Linked DNA regions of Mus musculus: regions 2 and 3 are each linked to region 1. A link is a contact called in public promoter capture Hi-C data. All regions are on one chromosome and are shown on one strand. The core of a region is the stretch at or near the end of the contact, and the rest is flanking DNA. Distances in the headings are between cores, read along the strand shown.

Region 1 (3,347 bases), core at 232-2,731:
TTCTACTAACAAATCATCATGAAGAAATTCATCCCTCAAGTCAACTGCAAAATATTTTCTCCAATAAAAACTGCAGAATTTCATGTGAGGGAATCTCTCCAACAATAGGGAGTTGTTCTAGTCTGTGAATAGTACGTGCCAGTGGCACCAGCACAGTGGGAGTTGGACATTGCTGACACTCCTGTCCCCTGGCTAGCCTCGGGTCAGCTCTATCTCCCAACTGCATTTGGCTTTAAAATTTAAAATCAAGCAAAATATATGGTAAAAAAAAAAATGTATGCTAAGCCTCATCCTTGCTACAGAAGCCTGTTTCCAACACTTCTGCACCAGAGCCCCTGTTTTCTACCACCACCCTGAGCACCCCACTAGAATAAGCGTCAAACACAAAAGCGCTTTGTCTTCTTGCCTGACCACCCCCCACTCCCAACAGTGCTTTGGTGTATTAATTTGTATACTCTGGAGAACATCGTAGGCGTCAGCAAAGCCAAGGAACAAACCAAGGGTTGAGGAGTGGTCCGGGTTGGGTTACCTTCTGAAGAAGGAGTGGTGCCTTATGAAACCTTAAGTTTGCCACTACTTGTTTGGCCGTCAGTTCTTAATGAAAAAAATTTTTTTAAAGAAGACTAATATTCGCCTCTAAAAATGGGTTCACAAACCCACTTCACTGAGCTGTTTTAAGGACTGAGATAATAGCTTCGAAGTGCCCTGTGGTATTTATGGAAAGTAACTGCAAAGTAAACTTTACAGTGCTTTTCGCCCAACCGACCAGGGAGATACTGTCTCCCAGGAATTCCACTGGAAAGAAATGAGCAAAACTTTCAAGTTTAGCAGTGTGTCGGGATCAAATGATCCAGATGCTATTTGGGAGTCAGGGTCTCCTCCACCACGCTGCAACAAAGATGCTCATCCCTGTGCAGTCCCCATCTCCGCACAAGGCTGGCTGGCCTTGCCCAGTTCAGCTTCTTTGTTGACCCTAGCAGCTCCTGGGAGGACAGGCCTCTGGAGCTTCCCAAGCCGCTTGTCCTCCACGACTTCTGGGTACCACACTGCTTGCTGATGGGGTGTTTCCTCCAGCAAGTTTTAGAGCCCGTGAGGCATCTGCCACGGTCCTTCTAGAGGGCCGTGTCCCTGTACGGGACCAGCCGCATCCACGCGGGTCTGCCCGAGACCGGACCCGACCCGACCGCTCACGGAGCCTCGCCCGCCACGCTCCCGCAGAGGCCACCCCTCAGCTTCTCGGCCGGACCTGGAGTCGTGGGAGCCGAAACCGCTATTCCACCGCGGCCCGGGCCGCTCTGTCCCCATCGGCACAGACCACACACTTCCTAGCGGCACTGAAGCGTCAACTCACCCCTGAAGAGCAGCAGCAGGAAGAAGTCAGGCAGCCGCGCGTACAGTCGAAGTCGCAGCCGCCGGCTCAGCGCCATGTCGAGGGGAATGTGAGGGGCTCAGGCTCGGAGCGGAGAACCGGCCTCGTGCGCATGCGCCCAGCCTGCTTGGACCCTGCGACCCGCCTCCAGTTTCCATAGCGACCACGCGGCCTCGGCCGAGCCGGCACCATAGTGACCGAGAAAGCTCAAGTCTGGTTGCTATGGATGCAAAGATGCTCAGTGCTTCCAGGTGCTACCTCTGTCGATGAACTTAGCGGGAAGAGAATTAAAAAGCGTGTCTGGGAGGGAGGCGGGGTAGATTTATGAAACTGTAGATTATCGCTACAGATCTAAGAAGGATTACTCCATTAAGATTTAGGGAATGATGGGGCTGGAGAGATGGCTCAGCAGTGAAGAGCACCTGTTGCTCTTACAAGGACCCAGATTCCATTCCCAGCACCCATATTGTGGTTCACAACCACCTGTAACTCCAGTTCCAGGCGATCTGACGCCCTCTTCTGACCTCTGACGGCACTAAACATGCTTGTGGTGTGTGGCACTAAACATGCAAGCACAACACTCATACACATGAAATAAAATAAATCATTTTTAAGGAAATGTGTGTTATTTTACAAATAAAATCATGACAATTTTTGAAACAGTATTTTCACACCTATAGAGGTCCTGATTCCAAAAGTAATGAAAGGAGAAAATGCTGAAATCTGCATAAATATTAGCAAGATACGCCAAGTACATAAATGCAATAAGTTGATGTAGAAGGATAATTCATTTCTATGGTAGAGCTAAAGGATACTGGTATCCCCAACAGTTTATCCTACACAATACAGGGGTAATTCTTGCCATTGAATTTTTTACTTTTTTTTTTTTTTTGACAGTTTTACTTATATAGACCTGGCCACCCTGGAACTTGAAGGCTAAATAGACCAGGCTAGCCTCAAACTCACATAAGCCCAATTTTGTCTGCTTCCAAGAGTTAGTATTAAAGGCAAGCACTACCATGTCTGGATTCTTTAAATTTTTTATAAATTTAACAATATGTATGTGTGTATATCTGCATGTGAGATGTGTGAAAATAAGTGTGGGTTCCCTGAGAGGCCAGAGGCGCAGAGTTAACAAATAGTATGCCTGGTGTGGGTGCTGAGAACTGAACTTGGGTCCTCTGGAATAGCAGCAAGTGTTCTTAACTGCTGAGCCATCTCCCCAGCCTTCTTTTTCATTTTAAAAAGGGTTCGTTATTTTATCATCATCACCATCACCATCATCACCTTTGTATGAGTACAGGAGTACATGACAGGAGGTATATGCCACAATGAGCATATGGAGGTCAGAGTTGATGATGTGGAGGTCAGAGTTCATGAAATTGACTTTCATCCACCTTTACAGGGATTCCAGGGATCAAATTCAGGTTTCCAGGCTTTAGGATCGAGGAGTGGTACCCACTAAGCCATTTTACTAGCCTTGCTCTGAATTCTGAATAGTAGGAAATAGGAAGGGTAGGGTAGGAAAACACAACAAGATCTTTTTTTTTTTTTTTTTTTTTTTTTTTTGGTTTTTCAAGACAGGGTTTCTCTGTGTAGCCCTGGCTGTCCTGGAACTCACTTTGTAGACTAGACTGGCCTCGAACTCAGAAATCCGCCTGCCTCTGCCTCCCGAGTGCTGGGATTAAAGGCGTGCGCCACCATGCCGGGCCACAGCAAGATCTTATAAGCAGGTGATGAGAAGGGCAAAAATGAGCTGAAGCTGAGCTGTGGTGGCGCGTCCCTTTAATCTCTGCACTCAGGAGGTGGAGGCAGGTGGATCTCTGTGAGTTTGAGGCCAGCCTAGTCTATAGAATGAGATCTAAGACAGACAGGGCTACATAAATAAACTATCTCAAAACAACAACAAAGAACTGGACATTAGACCTAAGGAAATCAGGCAATCTGAAGTTATTTAAAACAATGGAAAACTCTTGAG
Region 2 (3,467 bases), core at 147-2,646, 140 kb after region 1:
CATGGGAATATATCAACAGAGTGATAACTCATGAGTGTGTTCGCATGAGCAGGGCGAGTTTGCAAGCAGGAGGTATTCAGAAGTCCAGTTCTCCAGATGCTATTCAGATGATAAAAGTTCATTAGTGTGTGTGCTTCTCTGCTTAGGAGCCTCAGCTTTTCATCTCCTGGATGGCAACGAGAGTGGAGTTCTCCAAAAAGAATGACCCTCCATCACTCAAGGCCACTCTATGTGAGATACACGAGTCCATGCGCACACATTGGCTTTTCCAGCAGTAAGCTGTTGGTCTATGGGAAACTTCATGCTCTGTGCTTATTGAGAGATTGCCTTCATTGCCCCTCCATTTCTTCCCTGGCCAACAGCCCCTCCTAGGGAGCTGTGCCTCTCAGCACTGTGTCAGAAGCTTGAAAGAATAAACATCTCCACGGCAGCCTCAGAACACTGTGAGATGGTTGTAGAGGCTTTCATGATGCTCATTTATTCCTTGTGTAAACACAATTGTATTGGGGGAGGAGATGAAGAGATGCTGGAGTAGGGAGCCTGGGATATAGGAAGCTCTTCCAGCGTCTTTATTTATTATCTTCTGCAGAAATGAGGAGGACCTTTCCCTTTTCCTTGGTTCTCTACCTCACCCCCTGATCGCTCACAAACGCCACCTTGACTTTATGCTGCTGATATGGGGCTGGGCTCTCAGTAAGGTAGGAGAGGAAGCAGCATTTGTGTGCAGGAGAGGCAGCATTTATTGGGGGGGGGGGGTTAATGGCTTTAGTAATCATGAGCAACGATGACCAGCAATGGGGGTGGCAGTACGTGTGCACATGTGTTCCAGAGGGGTCTGTGACTCGCCGCAGCTGAGCCAATGACTCATTCCAAATTTAGCGACTTTTAGAGGTCATTTTAGTCATCCTCCTGGCTTTGGGCTGGATGGAGCCTAACTTAATATAACGTTTGGTGGAGGTAGTGTTCTGAGAGAGTGAGCAAAGAGTGGGGGTGGGGGGGGGAGGTATCACGTGGTCTCTTTGAACCGTTCTCCAGAAAAGGACGTTCCCTAGTTTCCCCAGGATGCTTGGGTTTCCCTATCCCCGTATCAGCGTGGTCCTCCCGGGAACTGCTTTTTTTTTTTTTTTTTTCTTGATAGAAACCGGATGTTGGATTCTCAAGGTGGGCGGGGGCTCCATCCCCTCGGATAACCTGTCAAGGGTTATTGAGATTCTTAGGGTCCCACTAGCCAGTACGAGAAGCTACCATCTATTTAATCAGAAACTTGCCATGCAGTCTGAGCTGAGAACAGAATAGAGCAAAGACGTTACAACGCCTTTTCCCAGGCAATGCGCATGATTCTGCGGCTCTGTGCTCGCTACACTTCAACGCACCTTGAAATGGGCTCGCCTTCTTCGCGCAGCGACGGACTAAGAGTTTAGCCAATCAGTGCCTAGACTCGTGAGCACTGTCCAATAAACAGCCGCCAGGGGCGGACCACCAGGACAGGCCCGGCTAGGCTTCACCGTGGACCTGGCTGCGCTCTGCCTCGGTTGGCAGTGCAGGTGCCGCTGCGCCGGGGCCCGGGAGGCTGCGCGCGCCGAGACGAGCGGAGCCAGGAAGGGATGGAGAGCGGGCCGCCCGGGCTACAGGAGCACCGGCAAGGGGCGTAGGCGGGCGAGAAGCGGGCACTGAGGCACGAGAAGTGTGCAGACGCAGGAGCACTTTGCGATAGGATGAGGCTCTTGGCTGGCGCGCGGTAGTACTATGATTTGGTATGTGGCCACTTTGATAGCAAGTGTGATCAGCACCCGAGGTCTTGTGGCTCAAGGTGAGTTGAAGTGCAGCATCCCTCCTCCAACCCTCTTGGCGTTCTTAGACCTTTGCTCCAGGCTCTGGCTCCCGAACCCCGGGGGCGAGGCTCCGGCTCCGGCCAGGCGCACCTCCGAGCACTGGCCCGGGCAAAGGCTGGGGAACTGCGGGTGGGAGGAACTCGGCGGGAAGGTGCGGGAGCCCTTGGGCTGCGAACGCCTTGGAATCAAAGTGGACTTAGTCTACCTTAGGCCCCTTGGTTCACAACCACACGTCGAATCTGAGCTTTGGGGAACCCCTAGTGCTCTAACTCTGGCTGCTGGGGACTTTGATGGTCTTTAGGCAGGATTCCGCGCGTCCCAGCCCTGCACAGCACCGCTGGATGGAGGAGCCCTTGAAGGGAGGCGCGATTAAGAGGTTGGGAGTCCCCGCAGCCGCCTCGAAGGGATCGGGTTCTCCGCCCCGCGCCCTTCCTTTCCACACATCTTGGCCGCGGAGGTCGGATCCCCTTGGCAGGTGACAAGCAGAATTGACCTAGAGGCTCCGAGCAGCATCTGCTCTTCTTGGTTCTGTCGGCCGCCCGCGCCCACCTTGACTGCATCTGGGCCCCGGCCAGGCAAAAGTTCCCGGGGAGGCGCCGTCGCCGCGCTTCAGGCTGCCCGGCCCAGCGGCCTCGGGGCGAGGGCCGCGAGGGAGGGGTCTGCCCAGCTGCGTCTCAGAGTCGAGTGGGATTTTTTATTTCTGCCTTCTCGGGTTTGAGCCCAAGAAAAAGCTAGGGAGAAGCCAAGGCGCGGGGTGCATACTTGAGCGCGAGGGCTTTCGCTTTGGAGATGGCAGAGCTCTGGGTGGCACCCGGCTCTCGGCCCTTGTATGGAAGTCAGAGCCGAGCCTGGAAGCTGCCAGGACTCTGAGCTCACGGTTTCTGCGCGCGGAACCGACCCGACTGCGGGCAAGTTCGCAAAGCAGGGAGATGGCGGCGGGAGAGGAACGGTCTGTGGGTGGAAGGCGACAGGGTGACGAGATTCTGCGGACTAGGGAGCCTTTTTGAAGGGCTCTGCTGGAGGCGCGGGCTTCCCCGGCTTCTTTTGCACCTTGCCTCGGGGCGTGTGGGGGGGAGTGGTTTGAGAAAGTTTCCGGATTGGAATGTATCTCCTCTGCTACTTGAGAGGGGGTTCTGAAACGAGAGAGTGGGGCGAAGGGAAGGACAGCTTTCCAACAAGCACTATGATGGTCGGGATGGTTATAAAGGTTTCCATTTGTCAGGTGGGAAAACCGAGACAGAGTGACCTCAGAAGAAGCTTATGGAAAAAAGGTGGATCTTGCTGTGCTTCTCCCTTCCCCCTTCCCATGCAGTCTTTCAGTGACTTCCTCCTCCTCCTCCCCTCTGGGTTTTGGTATATTCTGCTGTGGGGCTGTCCCTGAAAGCACAAAAGGCTGTGCTAGCATCCGAATTGAAGAGACACCTAAGGAGGGCTCTTCAACTAGCCTCCCAACTTTAGCAAGGGACAGATTTTTTTTTTGTTTTGTTTTAATTTAAACACAGACTACAGGAAATTGGGTTTATATTGCCGAGATTCACAGAATGGCTAGATTGAAGAAGGAACTTCCCAGTGTTGAAGGTTGTTGGTTGTGAAGGTTATTGGTCCTTCTGTCTGGAACTCCTACTCTTCTGTCTG
Region 3 (3,400 bases), core at 775-3,274, 160 kb before region 1:
CCCAAGGTCACGTTGCCTCAAGAGAATTCTCTCACCTATGCCAGCTTTTGTTGTGCAAACCTTGCACCTTAATTTAAAGCTATTGGTTGAATAAAGATGTCTACAGCCTATAGCTGGGTAGAAGAGAGGTAGGCGGAGCTTCAGTTCCCAGGGTTCCCAGGGTTGGTGTTTGAGGCACAGATGAAGAGGGGGAGAGAGGGAGCCAGGAGAGAAAGGAAGAAAACCTATGGCCATAATATTTATTAAGGTCTCGTGTCATTTATTTGGGAACTAAATGACCTAAGGTGGGTAAGAAACCCCCAATGAATGCTTACTACACAGCTAAGCACCCCAGCCCACCCACTATCGTGGCACACAAATCTACAAGTAGAAAAGTATCTTGAACAACTCAAAAATAATTTTTTGTTGTTAAGACAGGATCTCATGTAGTCCAGGTTGGCCTTCATCTTTGTATGTAACTTGAGGCTGGACCCTGATCCTCCAGCCTCCTCATCACAAGTGCTGGAATTAGAGTCATATGCCATGGCAGGTCTGGCAGGCCGAGTCAATACTGGGGTTGGAACCCAGGGCTGCATGAATGAAAACATTAGGCAAGCATTCAAGCTGACTGAGCTAGATCCCCAACTCCAACACTTCGTTAAAAACAGTGAAAGAGAGCAAGCTGAACTCTGGTGGTACAGCCAAGGCTTGGGAGATAGGCACCAGTGATCTCTCCTGAGTTTAAGGCCAGCCTGGTCTACAAAGCTAGCTCCAGAAGTGTCACAGTTGCACAAATAAAGCCTGTCTCACACATCTTAGTTGCCCAGGTCAAAACAACAATCAATAACGTAAATCTGTTACTGGGACAGACTCTTTCCTAACTTTAGTACCAAACCACGCTACTTTGTTTACCCAATTTTAGGTGCCTAAGTAGGGCAGTAACTCTTAAAACTGGTTTTCTACAAAAAACAAAACAAAAACAAACAAACAAAAAACCAGTCTATGCCTCCATGTACTTTATAACTCTGTTCTCAATTTTCAAAGCCATAAGGCCATAAATAATAGATTCTTATTTAAAATAAAATTTAGAATTATTTTAAAAACTGTTTCAGAAGAAAAGGTGGTTCTGGTTTTTAGTTTGGTATTTAAAGTGATTGACAAATCTAAATATTTGGCTTGGTTTGCATGGGTGGCAAACACTCCCAGTTACATGCAAGTTTTCTGCCAGGTTTTTAAACAATCAGTTTGTAATCTCAGATAGGGTTTCTCAATTGCGGTTATCTTTCTTTTTCCTGCAGCAGTTTCTACAGTATGAGTGTTTTTACGAAATCTATACTTGTGAGCAAAACATACGGTATAACCTGGAGCTTTTCAACTATCTCTACCAGCGCTCATATACTTAGCTCTTTCTACCTTGGAAATCTATTGCCAAAGTCACACGTTCCTTCGTCTTTGAAAAGCATTGGCGGGGTCGGGGGACAGGCAACTGGACTGGACTGAGCGCTGGTCACAGGGACCATTAAGAGCTGGTCCCGAGAGTAGATCCTGAGTTATGGGAGGAAGCCAGTTCGTGAAACAGGACTGGTCGGGGAGAGAGAAGTGGGTCCCAGACGGGCAGAGTCAGAGGATGAAGTGAGTCCGTCAAGGGACCCGAGAGGGATCGGTGTCAGGCGAAGCCCGAGAGCCACCAAAGCGCTGGGAACTCGGGCGGGCACAGATGCCCACCGAAGACCCACTCTCCCCTCGCCTAGATGAGCCTTACGATCGATGCAGAAGGTGATGCTCCGGTGGTGGGTCTGAGCCAGGGACTTGAGTGCCGCGCGCAGACAGCCAAAGCGCCTGTATCCGGACCGCAACATCGCCATGTAAACTTCGAATCTCAGACCCCAGGCCTCTTAGCCCAGGCCAGAACTAGCCGTTCCCGCCCCGCCCCCCTGATACTCTGGGAGTTGTAGTCCATTAAGCCCTTGAAGCGCGGGCTCCAATAGGACTACTGGCGTTCTGAAACTACAGTTCCCAGAGATCGTGGGGGCGGCGCCTCTGAGACGCGTCTTCTACTAAGCCTGTCCGGGCACGCCAGTCGCCTCAAGGCTCCCAGAAGATTAGCCTGGCAGTGCTTCAAGGCGTTTGGGTGGTGCGTTGAATGAATGGTGGTGGGTAAAGCCGAATTAGGGAGGGACTCAGGAGAGTTTAGAGGTAGATTAGGAGAGAAGGAAAGGGCGCAGATAACGAGAGAGGGATTAGAATGGTTTAATCATGACTTTTCTTCATAAGTCCCAGGCCCTGTATGCTTTCTTGCCTCCATCTTGCACCATGCAGGTTTTAGAAGACAAGAGCTGTTTCTTACCCGTCCGGTTAGCTTCAGCCTCCTACAGAGAGGCCATGCCGAGACCCCGCAAGAGGCAGACTGGGACTGCTGGTCCAGGTGAGTTGAACCGACGCTGCAAAAGGCAGCAGGTAAAGAACGTGGTCTTGTAGGGCGTGCTTTATTTCCTTTTTCCACTCCCTGGTTTGGAGACTTTGGGGGTTGTTGCTTATCGTCTTCTTTACTCTTTCTGCCAGAACTTCCACTTTCAGTCCCTTCCACTTATTTGTCCAATCAAAGAATAGTGCAATGAAGCACTGCATACATATACGGAACTGTGGTGGCCCACGCATGTGGGAGACTGAGGCTGTAGAATTGCCTTGGGTTTAAGACCAGCCTGGTACTACATGAGTACTACATAAGCAGGGCCCTCTCTCCAAAGTGTGTGTGTGTGTGTGTGTGTGTGTGTGTGTGTAACCTTGACAGCATAGGTGAAAAGAGACTTCTTTAAAAATTACATTTATTTACTTTTGTACAGTATGTGGGAACACACACACACACTGATCAGAGGATAACTTGAAGGAATCAATCCCCCGATTCCACTGTGCGAATCTCAGGGATTGAACTCAGGTCCTTAGGCTTTGAAAAAAAAAAAAAAATGCCTTTTCCAACTAAGCCACCTCGCCAACCCTTTGCTTTTATCATTGAATGCAATAAGCCAGGCACAGAAAGGCATGCATGATTTCATGTGAAATGTAAAAAAGCTGAAAGCTAGAAATCAGAGGGAGATCAGGATTCAAGATCTTCCTTGACTACGTGTAGAGTTTGAGGCCAGCCTGGACCACAGGAGACCCCACCTTTCACACACACAGTTTTCTTTTCCTAGGTCTTTATCTTATCAGCCTGTCAATTTGGAATTGCTAAGCATCTGAGGATGACCTGAATTCCTGATCTTTCTGTCCCCACTCCCAAGTGCTTTGGTTATAGGTTTCTTACATCACCAAAACCATTTAGACTTACCCTTAAATTTCCTGAACAATGTGACTTCAGAGGCTACCAAAATGCTAGACATAGCTGTTAAGAAACTTATTGCAGCTATGCTTACAAGCCTAATGC

What was found. Promoter capture Hi-C pulls out the DNA fragments that hold promoters and counts their contacts. Capture Hi-C pulls out chosen DNA fragments and counts their contacts.
Region 2: a contact with region 1 is called in a promoter capture Hi-C map of neural stem cells. The contact joins the promoter of Igsf9b here to the promoter of Jam3 in region 1. A contact is called at or near these places in 6 of 39 promoter capture datasets (3T3-L1-derived adipocytes, cranial neural crest, embryonic stem cells and 3 more), 7 of 484 Hi-C or Micro-C datasets (embryonic fibroblasts, embryonic stem cells, nephron progenitors and 2 more), 7 of 115 datasets of contacts at active chromatin or transcription factors (embryonic forebrain, embryonic hindbrain, embryonic midbrain and 4 more) and 4 of 9 other capture datasets (adipose tissue, embryonic stem cells, liver and 1 more).
Region 3: a contact with region 1 is called in a promoter capture Hi-C map of adipose tissue. The contact joins the promoter of Thyn1 here to the promoter of Jam3 in region 1. A contact is called at or near these places in 1 of 115 datasets of contacts at active chromatin or transcription factors (embryonic stem cells) and 3 of 9 other capture datasets (adipose tissue, liver and pancreatic islet).

The regions. Positions count from the first base shown.
Region 1 is chr9:27,153,940-27,157,286 of GRCm38.p6, forward strand. Jam3 (junction adhesion molecule 3) reads right to left here and starts at 1,482. Exons shown (of 9, transcript NM_023277.4): 1 at 1,352-1,482. The coding sequence starts at 1,427.
Region 2 is chr9:27,297,708-27,301,174 of GRCm38.p6, forward strand. Igsf9b (immunoglobulin superfamily, member 9B) reads left to right here and starts at 1,397. Exons shown (of 20, transcript NM_001326702.1): 1 at 1,397-1,810. The coding sequence starts at 1,747.
Region 3 is chr9:26,997,653-27,001,052 of GRCm38.p6, forward strand. It overlaps Thyn1 (thymocyte nuclear protein 1), which reads left to right and starts at 2,025. Exons shown (of 8, transcript NM_144543.2): 1 at 2,025-2,113; 2 at 2,299-2,404. The coding sequence starts at 2,362. Acad8 (acyl-Coenzyme A dehydrogenase family, member 8) reads right to left here and starts at 1,897. Exons shown (of 11, transcript NM_025862.2): 1 at 1,742-1,897. The coding sequence starts at 1,844.